2 separate regions of the Mus musculus genome follow, and region 1 is linked to region 2. Evidence: chromatin contacts called from public HiChIP or PLAC-seq data. All regions are on one chromosome and are shown on one strand. The core of a region is the stretch at or near the end of the contact, and the rest is flanking DNA. Distances in the headings are between cores, read along the strand shown. Region 1 overlaps Pdzd2 (PDZ domain containing 2). Region 2 has its middle 14 kb from the start of Sub1.

What was found. HiChIP or PLAC-seq counts read pairs in DNA pulled down with a chosen protein or histone mark.
Region 1: a BATF HiChIP or PLAC-seq map of CD8 T cells shows a contact between it and region 2, with 5 read pairs. The contact joins two enhancer-like sites.

The regions. Positions count from the first base shown.
Region 1 is chr15:12,582,587-12,587,767 of GRCm38.p6, reverse strand. The region is part of intron 3 of Pdzd2 (PDZ domain containing 2); the gene reads left to right. Among named protein-coding and RNA genes, the nearest start is that of Gm41273, 66 kb to the left of the region's middle. Within about 2 kb of position 1,442, at least 22 of the 459 cell types and tissues checked have an H3K27ac peak or open chromatin away from gene starts, as enhancers often do. A contact at or near this core is called in CD8 T cells, where this site is marked.
Region 2 is chr15:12,007,478-12,012,601 of GRCm38.p6, reverse strand. No RefSeq gene overlaps it. Among named protein-coding and RNA genes, the nearest start is that of Sub1, 14 kb to the right of the region's middle. Within about 2 kb of position 1,686, at least 145 of the 459 cell types and tissues checked have an H3K27ac peak or open chromatin away from gene starts, as enhancers often do. A contact at or near this core is called in CD8 T cells, where this site is marked.

The DNA.
Region 1 (5,181 bases), core at 193-2,692, 580 kb before region 2:
GGCTATATTTATGGCAAAATTTAGTATGTATTAAATATAGCGAAAGGTTAGCCACCATAAGTAATATTTAAATAGGACGATCATAACAGATTACTGTAAGTTATGTGGATGTGCTTTCTCTCTCAAAATATCTCGCTGTCCTGAAGGTTTTTGACCTTTTTGACCACAAGTAATTGAAACCTTGGATTAGCAGTGAGCTATTTTACTGTGTAGCTTCAATGGTCTGGGTGCTGGCCACTTAAGTCAAAGACACATACAGGCATAGGGTCTTAAGTGCTCCAGCCACGATAGTGCCAATGTGTTCCTGGAGTATGAGGAGTCTGTACGATCCCAGAAGAAAATCTCACTGGGCAGATATAGGCCAGACATACTCAAGGTGACTGGCCAAATGGCACAGAGACACGCCATGCAATAAAGAGTAGCTGAGTATCAGCCCTAGCCAGCAGCAGCCTTCAATCCCCTCTGCCTCCAAATCATGTGTAAAAATAAATTTAGGGTTGGTACAATCTTAGACTGGTTACCCATGGCAACCTTGAGTTCTGTCTGGATTAAAGCAGATTTAGGCAGAGTGTCAAGAGGGTATGAGAAGGTGTTACTTGGAGAAATGACTGCAGGTGGTGATGTAGTAGGAGACAGAGAGAAAGGAAGATTCTCCAATTATAGCTTTATAATATGGTCCCTGGGGCCGCTTAGCACAGGGTCTTGTCTCCCTGCATGTGTGCCCAGAGGCACCTAGTACTCCATGCAAGACTATATATATAGTCTATAGGTGGTGACCTAGAGATATTAACGAAAGGTTAAATTTTACTCAGCATGCTCTCTAAGAAGATTTCCATTGCAGAAAGTTAAAAGGAAAACAAATTTCAGCATTTACAATTCAATTATCTGGAAAATTGGCCACGTGGAACAGCCCATTCCCCTAAGGATGTAGGCTGAAAGAAACAGCCCATGACCCACATGGTACCCAGCTCCATTCTTTTCAGCCTGCTGCCTTCTCGTGCAAGTTCTTTTCATGGCTTGGTTTCTGGAATCTCTTCCAGCTCATTCAAGTCCTACTTTCTGGTATCACGGAAGAAACTAAGACTCGGGGGAGTTCTTTCCTGAGGTCATCTATCTTCCCAGAGATCAAGTTTATGCCTTTGACTCAGAGTCAATAACTTTTTTTTTTCAAACCCATAAATAATAACAAATGGCATTGGATAGTTTTCTATATCCTGTAGTTTGTGATCAAAACAAATAGAAAGTTAAGTTTCTCTACATTTCATACAAAAGCAGGGGTCACACCCTAAAAACCTCCCGTCTCATAGGTGTAGCTTGTAGCAACTTGGTGACAAGAGTCATTGCTGCTGTTGGAAAGAAGCACGGAGCTTGCTTTCCCTAGATTTCTAAGTGCCACCAGGCCAAGGCAGTGGAGAATCTGAGAGCCGTCGTCTGCCATCTTGTGGTTGAAATCAAGCACTGTGAGAGAGTGTGCTGGAGCTGTCTGTCCCCCAGCTGGGTGTGCTTCACAGCTGTGCTCTTCAGGCTGAGGTCTCTGCTGAGTCGCCCCTCCTGAACCATACTGAGTCACCAAAATGTGCTGTTTCCCCAACTTTCATTCCTGCCCTTCCCCCCAGTTCCCACAGAAGACGAGACAGTGATTGCATGACCCACCCTGCTGGGCTCTTCAAGATGAATAAAGGAGTCCCCAGAGTCTTTAACGCCAGCTTCTAGTTTCTCTGTCCTGAAACTCACTCTGTAGACCAGGCTAGCCACAGACTCAGCCTGTCTCTGCTCTTGAATGCTGGGATTAAAGGTGTGCCACTACTGCCTAGACCAGAAATTTCTTTTAAGGTAAATCAGGTAACCAAGTCTCTAGCGTTATAGTGACTAATCGAGTGAGTTCTTAGAAAAAGCTGGCCGTGTCTGTAAACACTTATCAACAGGCATTTATTGAGTGACATTTCAGGGTCCACTGTTTTTGGCTTTTGAGACAGGCCCATGCTGATCACAAACTCACTATATAGCAGCAGAGGCTGACCTCTAACTTCAGACACTCTTGCTTCTGCCTCCTGAGTGCTGGAGTCACAGGCATGTACTGCCAGGCCTGCTCGATGTGATGCTGGGGCCTGAACCCAGGCTTTCATGCCTGCTTCATCCCCAGCCCTGGGTCCACTTGCTTTTGGGACGGAAGAGATGATATGAGATGGGAGACTTTCTCTGATACAGTGCTCTATCCTGTGATATGACACTTCGTCCAGACGCCCGTGATGCACTGCTCAATGCAGACACCCGTGATATGGCCCTCCATCCTGATGCCAGTAACACAACATTTCATCCAGCCATCCATGACACAGCGCTCTATCCAGACATCCATGACGCAGCGCTCCATCCAGACGCCTGTGACGCAGCGCACCATGCAGATGCCTGTGACGCAGCCCACCATGCAGACGCCTGTGACGCAGCGCACCATGCAGATGTGCTTCCTTTCCTTCCAACCACCTGCTTCGCTGATACCTGACTTGGAACTGAATGCCGGTGCGGCCATACACTCCCACCCAGGAAGAGGAAACCCCCAATGCCTCACTTCAGATACCCACTTCTAAACTGTTAGAAGTACTTCTAGGAATTGCTGTCACTAGGAAGCATAAGGAGGGAGGCATCTGGCGTGATTAAAGTACTACTGTCTGACTTCATACCCTCCCCCGTGGGCATTTCTGAGTCTTTTGCAGGAAGGCTGACTTCTGCTTCACCTTTCTTACTTGAGTATTGAACGCGTTTGAGCATTTCTGTTCTCTCATGTTTGGGTACTAAATGTCCCCAAGTGATTTTCAATTTTTCTTTCACAAGAGGGTCTTTGAAATCCAAGCTTTGGTGCCTGGATTACCTCTTACCCTCTCTTAGAGACTTCTGAAGGGAGGCAAGACACCTCACAGCCTGGCTTTCACAGAAATAGAAAGCCAAGGCTCTATCTTTCCTTGTTCACTTTGTGTAGCTTTGAGAAGGGCCAGTATTGTAAGGACCCATGTGTATACAATTTAAACTACAACCAGTCAGGCATGGTGGCACACACCTTTAATCCCAGAATTTGGGAGGCAGAAGTAGGTGAATCCCTGATTTTGAGAACAGCCTGGTCTACAGAGTGAGTTCCAGGACAGCTGATAGCCTCAAAAACAATTTGAGGCTGTATCCCAGTGGTAGCTCACTTTCCTGGCATTCATCAAGACCCCAGATCCAACTCCCTACCACTGTAAAAACAAATAAAATAAAACAAAACATATGTTATATAGTTACATGGATTTTGAATGTGATCTTCCTCCAAAGATTTTGACTATGCGAGTTTGACTTATGTTACTTAAATATTTAAAAAAACAAACAAACAAAAACCATGACTACTGGTGACTTTTTGGGTGGCCCTAATACTGTTGAAAATAATGGAGTGTGGGGAAGTGGGGTTCTCCAAGACTCAGATGAATAGTCAAGGCCTGCCGTGATGGCCTAATCCTCCATCTCCCCTAACAGGGGGATCGTGGTCTTTCCTTTGCATCATCTCCAGAACTTAAACTTTTTTCTCCCCCCCCCATCCCCCTTTGAGGAGGGGAAGGAGATGAAGGAGGCTGAGCTCTTTCCACGGCTTGGGTAACCGTTCAGTCAGCCCTTCCTTGAGCTGGGTATGAGGTTAGACAGGATGAAAGGAATCGATATTTATTAGAAAAGCCTTGGCCTTTGCCAACACAGGTGTCTACTCACAAAAGCTCTGAAAGGACAGCTGTGAGGGAGCAGATGGGAAAGAGATATCCCTAAAGACTCAACCCATATAAAACCAATCTCTGTCAAACCTGAGGGCGAGTCACGGCAGTCCAGATATGCACTCCTGAAAAGTCCTGCCTGATGCTTGAAGAATGATCAGAGATGGACCAGCCCAAGACAGACAAGATACCTTGAAGGAATAAACACACAAACAAGCAAACACTTAGTGTCTTTGGCGACCCTGTCCTTGTGAGCTCCCTTGAATGAATTCAAAGGTTAAAAAAGAGGATAGAGTTTACTGTAGGGCAAAGCTCATTCTCAAGGGATAATGTGGCTCTCCTGAGATACATTTCAAACAGGCTTTATATTATTAAATAACTTATTTATGTTTGAGAAAGGGTCTGGCTATGTAGTCCCTGCTGGTCTAGAACTCACGATTTAGGCAAGACTAGCCTTGAACTCACAGAGATCCACTTGCTGTTTTCCTCCCAAATGTTGGGATTGAAAGCAAACACCACCACAACTAGCCATTATTATTATTGTTCTTATTAATTTAATTTTATCATTCATACCAGATATTTTAAGCATATTCTCTCCCTACCCCATCTCCTCCTAGACTGTCACCAGCAGCTTTTCTGAGGGACTTTGTGCTGCTCAGGTTGCGACAGGCCTGTTTAGATTGTCTCTCGCAGAGGAAACAATAGCGTGGCATTATTCTTTATCAAAGGCCTCCTGCTTTATGATAGTTGTGTAAGGCTCAGGACTCCAGGAGCCCCAATAGATAGTTATCCATTAATGACCTCCTGGGCATGCAGGTCAGAATGTCCCTCCTCCTTCCAGGACCACAAAGAGGACTCTGCTCTCAATTCTTCTCAGGTCATTCAAGGCCTGCTGTTCTAGTCCTTTGTTTTACAAGCTGTGGACTCTCAGGGAGGGGTCCAGCCCCAATATCCTCCAAGACTTCTAGTATCTAACTATCTGTCTAACAGAGAGGTTCACCTGTGCATCAATCAAATTAATATGTGGAGGATGCATTATTTATTTATTTATTTTTTAAAAAGACAGACTTCACTATGTTACTCTGTCTAGCCTGAAACAATCTACAGACATAAACCTGAACTGGCAGAAATCCACCTGCCTCTGCTTCCAAGTGCTAGGATTAAAGGCATGCATCACATTGCCCTACAAGGATTTATTTTTAATTTGTATTTATGTATCTGTATGTATATGTGCTGTGTGTGTGCAGGTACCAGAAAGGCCAGAAGAGGGTGTTGCCCATGGAGCTGGAGTTGCAAGTGGTTGTAAGCTGCCTGGCATGGAGTCCTTGGCACCAAACTTGGGTTCTCTGGAAGTGTGGCAACTACTCTTAACCACTGAACCATCTCCCAGGGGAGCTTTATTTTTTATTTTTTTCACTGAGAGTCTTGTTTATTTATTTTAGAATAGCTGTTC
Region 2 (5,124 bases), core at 437-2,936:
CACAGAAGCTGAAATAAGCTCTTTCCTCCCCAAGTTGCTCTTGTTTACAAAACCCTACCTCGAGGCCAGGTTGGGCTACATAGGGCTGTCTCAAAATTCACCAATCAGTTAGTAAATGGGAGTGGATATGACTGGCATACAGTATTATTGTTATCCTCCCAGAATAGCACATGGAGTAGGAAGGTAGCTATAGCCTGGTCTCTAATAGAATCACAGAGGTAGTCAGTCCTTCATGCCTGGACTGCTGGCCTCCAAGCTTCTTGCTGTGTAAGAGCTAGCCATTTACTTGGCCCAGCCACTGTTTTGTGTTCTCTGTTAGGTAAACTCTATGCTCCATCATAATGTAAGGAGGTTACTCATTTCAATTTTTTAATTCCAGTTTGCTGGTGCATTGTGTATTTGGCCATCTTTAGATTTGAATGACCAGCAGGTAAGAGTGAGTGAGTACATTGGAGTTCGACAGCTCTGGTCTGTTAGTCAGGCATTCCATCAGACATAACCCAAGTTCTTTGTGGCTCTACAAAGAAGCTTGCCTCTTGTTGCTGTGACTTGCTTTCTGGAGTGTGTTGTCATTCATAGATGTGGGCTCTTATGTTCTTGTGGTTCTGTGCAGCATAGTCTTGATACTACAGTCTGACCCGTGCAACGGAGAAAACGGACCCACATTTCCAGTTAAGTTGGACCGTAAGAAGGGGATGATGTTTAAGGTAAGCATGATGGTAAACGCCTGTCATCACAGCACTTGGGAGGTGGAGGCAAGTGGACCACAAGTTTGAGGATGGCTTGGGCTTCATACTAAGACTCTGTTTCAAGAAACCAAAAGTATCATGGTGGTGGGTCATACCTGTGATCTCAGTTACTCAAGGAGCTGAGGCCAGAGGATCGCAAACTTGAGGTTTACCTGAGCTACAGGGAGAGTTCAAGTCTAGTCTGCGCCCTAGTAGATCCTGTCTCAATACAAACAAACAAACAAACGAACAAACAAACAAACAATGTGAGGAGGGCCACATATTTATCTCAATGATAAAACTTGTCTAACTTGTGAGAGGTTTCAGGTTCAGTTTCCAATGTCAAACCAACCAACCAGTCAGTCAACCAACCAACCTAATAACATTTAAACACAAAATCAACCAACTAACCAACCAACTAACTGATGGTTATTTGAACACAAAACCGCCTAAAAAATGCAGATTCATTTGATTTGATCTAGTTTTACGTGTGTGATTTTGAGCAAGGGGCTTTGTGAATCTGTCCCTTGTCTTAAACAAGGTCCTAAGGCTCTCTTAAGAAAGTCAGAGAATATCTACAAAGAATATCTCAGGACCAAGTCTGACACATAGTAAGTGACTCAAAAGGATGAGCTTTAAATATTATTATTATTATTTTTATTATTATTATTATTAATCCAGTACCTAGTACAGATTCCTGGCACACACTAACTACTTTTTAATCATTTTCTTGTCAAAAGATAGGACTATAACTCATATAGCGTTAAGTTCAACCTCTTAAACTGTATATGATTTGGAAGGCTTTAGCATGCTCTGATCACAGATCTGGCCCAGTTTTTATTTCCGGGGAAAGAAACTTCACACCCGCTAGCAGTCACTTTGCTTTCGTTTCCAAGCGGCTGGTATGGCACCTTTCTGAGTCAGTCAACCTCAGTAGCTACTGACTTGATCTTGCTGGGTTAAAGAATAAAAGTCCCTGTTTATTCAGCAACAACTGAGATGCTGCCAACACATACAGTGCTCACCTACTACTCGGTAACAAAAAGGACAAGGACAGCAACGCAGCCGCTGATAATGACTGTGCATCCACCCCTTCGTGGGCTCGCGGTGCCAGCGGGCCAGCACAGGAATGTCCTGCGCCTGCGGTTTGCCGTGTAAGAGAATCTGAAGATGGGGAAGGGAAGTGTAGCTGTGCCCTCCTCATCCTCACGCCGCCGCATCTCTTCCTCCCTGCTCCCAGTGGTGGCTGCTAATGGGTCCGAATGAGCAGAAACTGCACCAATGGTCAGGGGACTGCCTCGAAAGCTACCGGGTATTATTAACCTTTTGATTCCAGAAACTTTTCGTAGATAGCGTTATTTTGGTCACACACAAACAAGGGTGAGTCAAAGCGAAAACGGTCTACTTCTCCTTCTGAGCTAAGAGTGCCTGCTCTTCACACCTGCACAGGGTGTGCCATCCCGGATGGTGCCTGGCGGCTGAGTCACAGCTGAAGGAGGAAATGCATTTTTACCTATTGAAAGCAACACCCCCACCCCCACCCCGAGGGGATTCTTATATTTTCATTATGAACCTTCCCTTACGTTTCCTTAACAACCCTCTTCCTCTACATTCTGTTTTCTTTTCCTTCCAATTTCACATCTTTTAGTGTTTCTTAGGGTTTGTTTGTTTGTTGTTGTTTTTCGAGACAGGGTTTCTCTGTATAATAGCTCTGGCTGATTTGCCTGCCTCTGCCTCCCGAGCGCTGGGATTAAAGACGTGCGCCACCACGCCCGGCTTTTTTTTTTTTTTTTTTTTTTTTTTTTGTACGTGTATGCGTATGTGTGGATGCTTGAGTGTAGATGCCCGTGGAGGCTGGGGGACCGGATCAGATCTCCTGGATTGGAATTACAGCTGCTTAGTGTGATGTGCACGAGACAGGAGCTGGGAACTGAACTCAGAGACTTTGGAAAAGCAGGGAGTAAATACTGAACAATCTCTCCACCCCCTCCTATCTTCAAAACTGTGGAGTACACCGAGAGGTCTCTCCCCTGGCTCTCCCCTGCCTTCCTGTTGGTTCCTTGCATTGAACTCAGGTTGTCAGCCATTGTGGCAAGAGCTTTTAACACTGAGCTATCTCACTGGCCCTGGTTGAATGAAAGAATGAATGAATGAATGAACTATTTACTGTTTATTGAGTCCCAGTCTCACCAGGAATTTCATATACAGACCCTAGTTTATAGAGTCCTGCCCGGTTCTGTCCCTATCCATCTAGTGCTGGGACTAAGGGCAGGCACACATACCCAGCCCAATCTTCTGATTTTTAAATAATTTTAAAATTCTTAAATTAGCATACAGAATACTATATATCATTATGGCATTTTCAATCAAATTGTGTCTTACTAGATTCTCCTTACCCCTACCTTCCCCTATCTCCCTGCTACTCCCTCCCCCTTCCAGCCCCTTCTCCTATGTCCCATGTGTCCACCCCCCACCCCCTGCCCACCCGGTCTTGTTTCATAACCTAATCTTACTCTCTTGCTCTCCTTTCTAGCTTTAGATTTTACCCTAATCTACACACACAAACACACATATACACAGACACCACACCACACCACACTAAAGGCTAGATACTACATATGAGAGAGAGCATGTGGTTTTTGAATTTGAGTAATTTAATATAATAGAGGAATGTGGTTCCTCTTTCTCCACGTCCTTACCGGTATGCGTGGTCAGATTTTGTGATAATGGCCATTCTGATTGGAAGGAAGTGATGTCTCAAAGTAGTTTAACTTTTCTTTCTTGTTTTGTGTTATACTTTCTAAGTCTACCCATTTCCCTGTAATTTGCATTTTCTTTGTAACCAAGGAAAATTCCATGATGTATCTGTACCACATTTCCATCCTCTGTCCATCAGCTGGTGAGCACCAAGACTGGGTCCGTCTTCTTGCTACTTCAGGTAGAGTAGAAAGAGGCACAAATGTGCAAGTATCTGTCCGGTAAGACTATGGAGTCCTTGGATACATCCCAAGAGTTGTATAGGTGGATCATGTGGTAGTTTGTTGCGGCCATCCAGCGGCTCACATGGACGGGGTACACCTGTGTGGCAGGCTGGCGCTGAAAGAAAGGGAAACTAGGCGGATGAGAGAGAAATGGAGCCAAGACAATGTTCTGATCAAGGCTCAAATGTTTAATGGCAACTGTGCTTATAAAGGGGGGAGGGGAGGCCCATTCCCGCTAATTCATTCTTGGAGCCCAGGTGCAGGTGATGACATGCAGGATAGGGTGTAGTCTCTGGAATAGGCTCAGCGGCCTCCCAGCAGGTAGCAGTATCTTGAAGAGGAACAGCACACAGTGGCTGAACAATAGAGTGATCTAGGGAGGCTCCATTTTAGGTAATCTCCTTAGTGGCAGCAAAGTCGAGGTCTGGCTCAGCCTGCTTCAGGCTTGAGGGAGGTTACAGTAGTTCTATTTTTAATTTTTTTTTTTTGAGAAACCCAAATACTGATTTCCACAGCAGATAGACTATTTTGCACTCACGCCAGCAGTGGGTGAGGATTGCCCTGGTTCCTCTTTCTCCACGTCCTTACCGGTATGCGTGATCAGATTTTGTGATAATGGCCATTCTGATTGGAAGGAAGTGATGTCTCAAAGTAGTTTAACTTTTCTTTCTGCATCATCATCACTATCATCACCGTCACCAGATCTGCTGAGGAAATGACATCATGGAAAATAAACCAATTTAATCTTAACATGACTCTGCATGGTTTATGGTTTCAAGATGCTAATTGTTTATACCTATGGGGCCCGTTTCCTCGCTCTTGTTTTTTAAATAGCCCAGTTCTCTTTTGAGCCAGCAGTGGCGCTCTAGCCTGCCCTCTGCTCTCTTTCTAGTCTTTGAAGGTTTGCACTGCTGTTTATTGAGGAGGAGGAACAACGGTATTGGCTCCAGTTTCTTTCTTTGGACAGCAGCCGGTGATGTCCTTTCAGGGCAGTGAGACTTGACTTCGCTCTTGACGTTCAAGCAGGTGTAGCCAAGGAACAGGGATGTTCAGACACAGACTCACTGTCTTGGTTCATTAATCACACTCAGACTGCAAAGCAGAAAGAGACTAAGTCGATGACTCCCAAGCAACACATACATTTACCGAGGACAATGCAGTCAAAATATGATCAAATGACGCGGTAACCTTGGCCTGGCTGTTCCCTCTTTTCATAGCTGGACTTGGACTTGCAGCTGTTCAGAACGCTTGGGATCCCAGAGATGTTGTTGCCCAACTGTATTTGATTTGGACTTGTTAGTATAGATGTCACTGAGGTCTGTTGTCCCCGATCAGTGAACCTGCAGAGCTTGTGGCAGATCCAGTTTTTACTTCTGTGGAACCCGTGACAGTGCTGGCCACTGCTCAGTCACTAC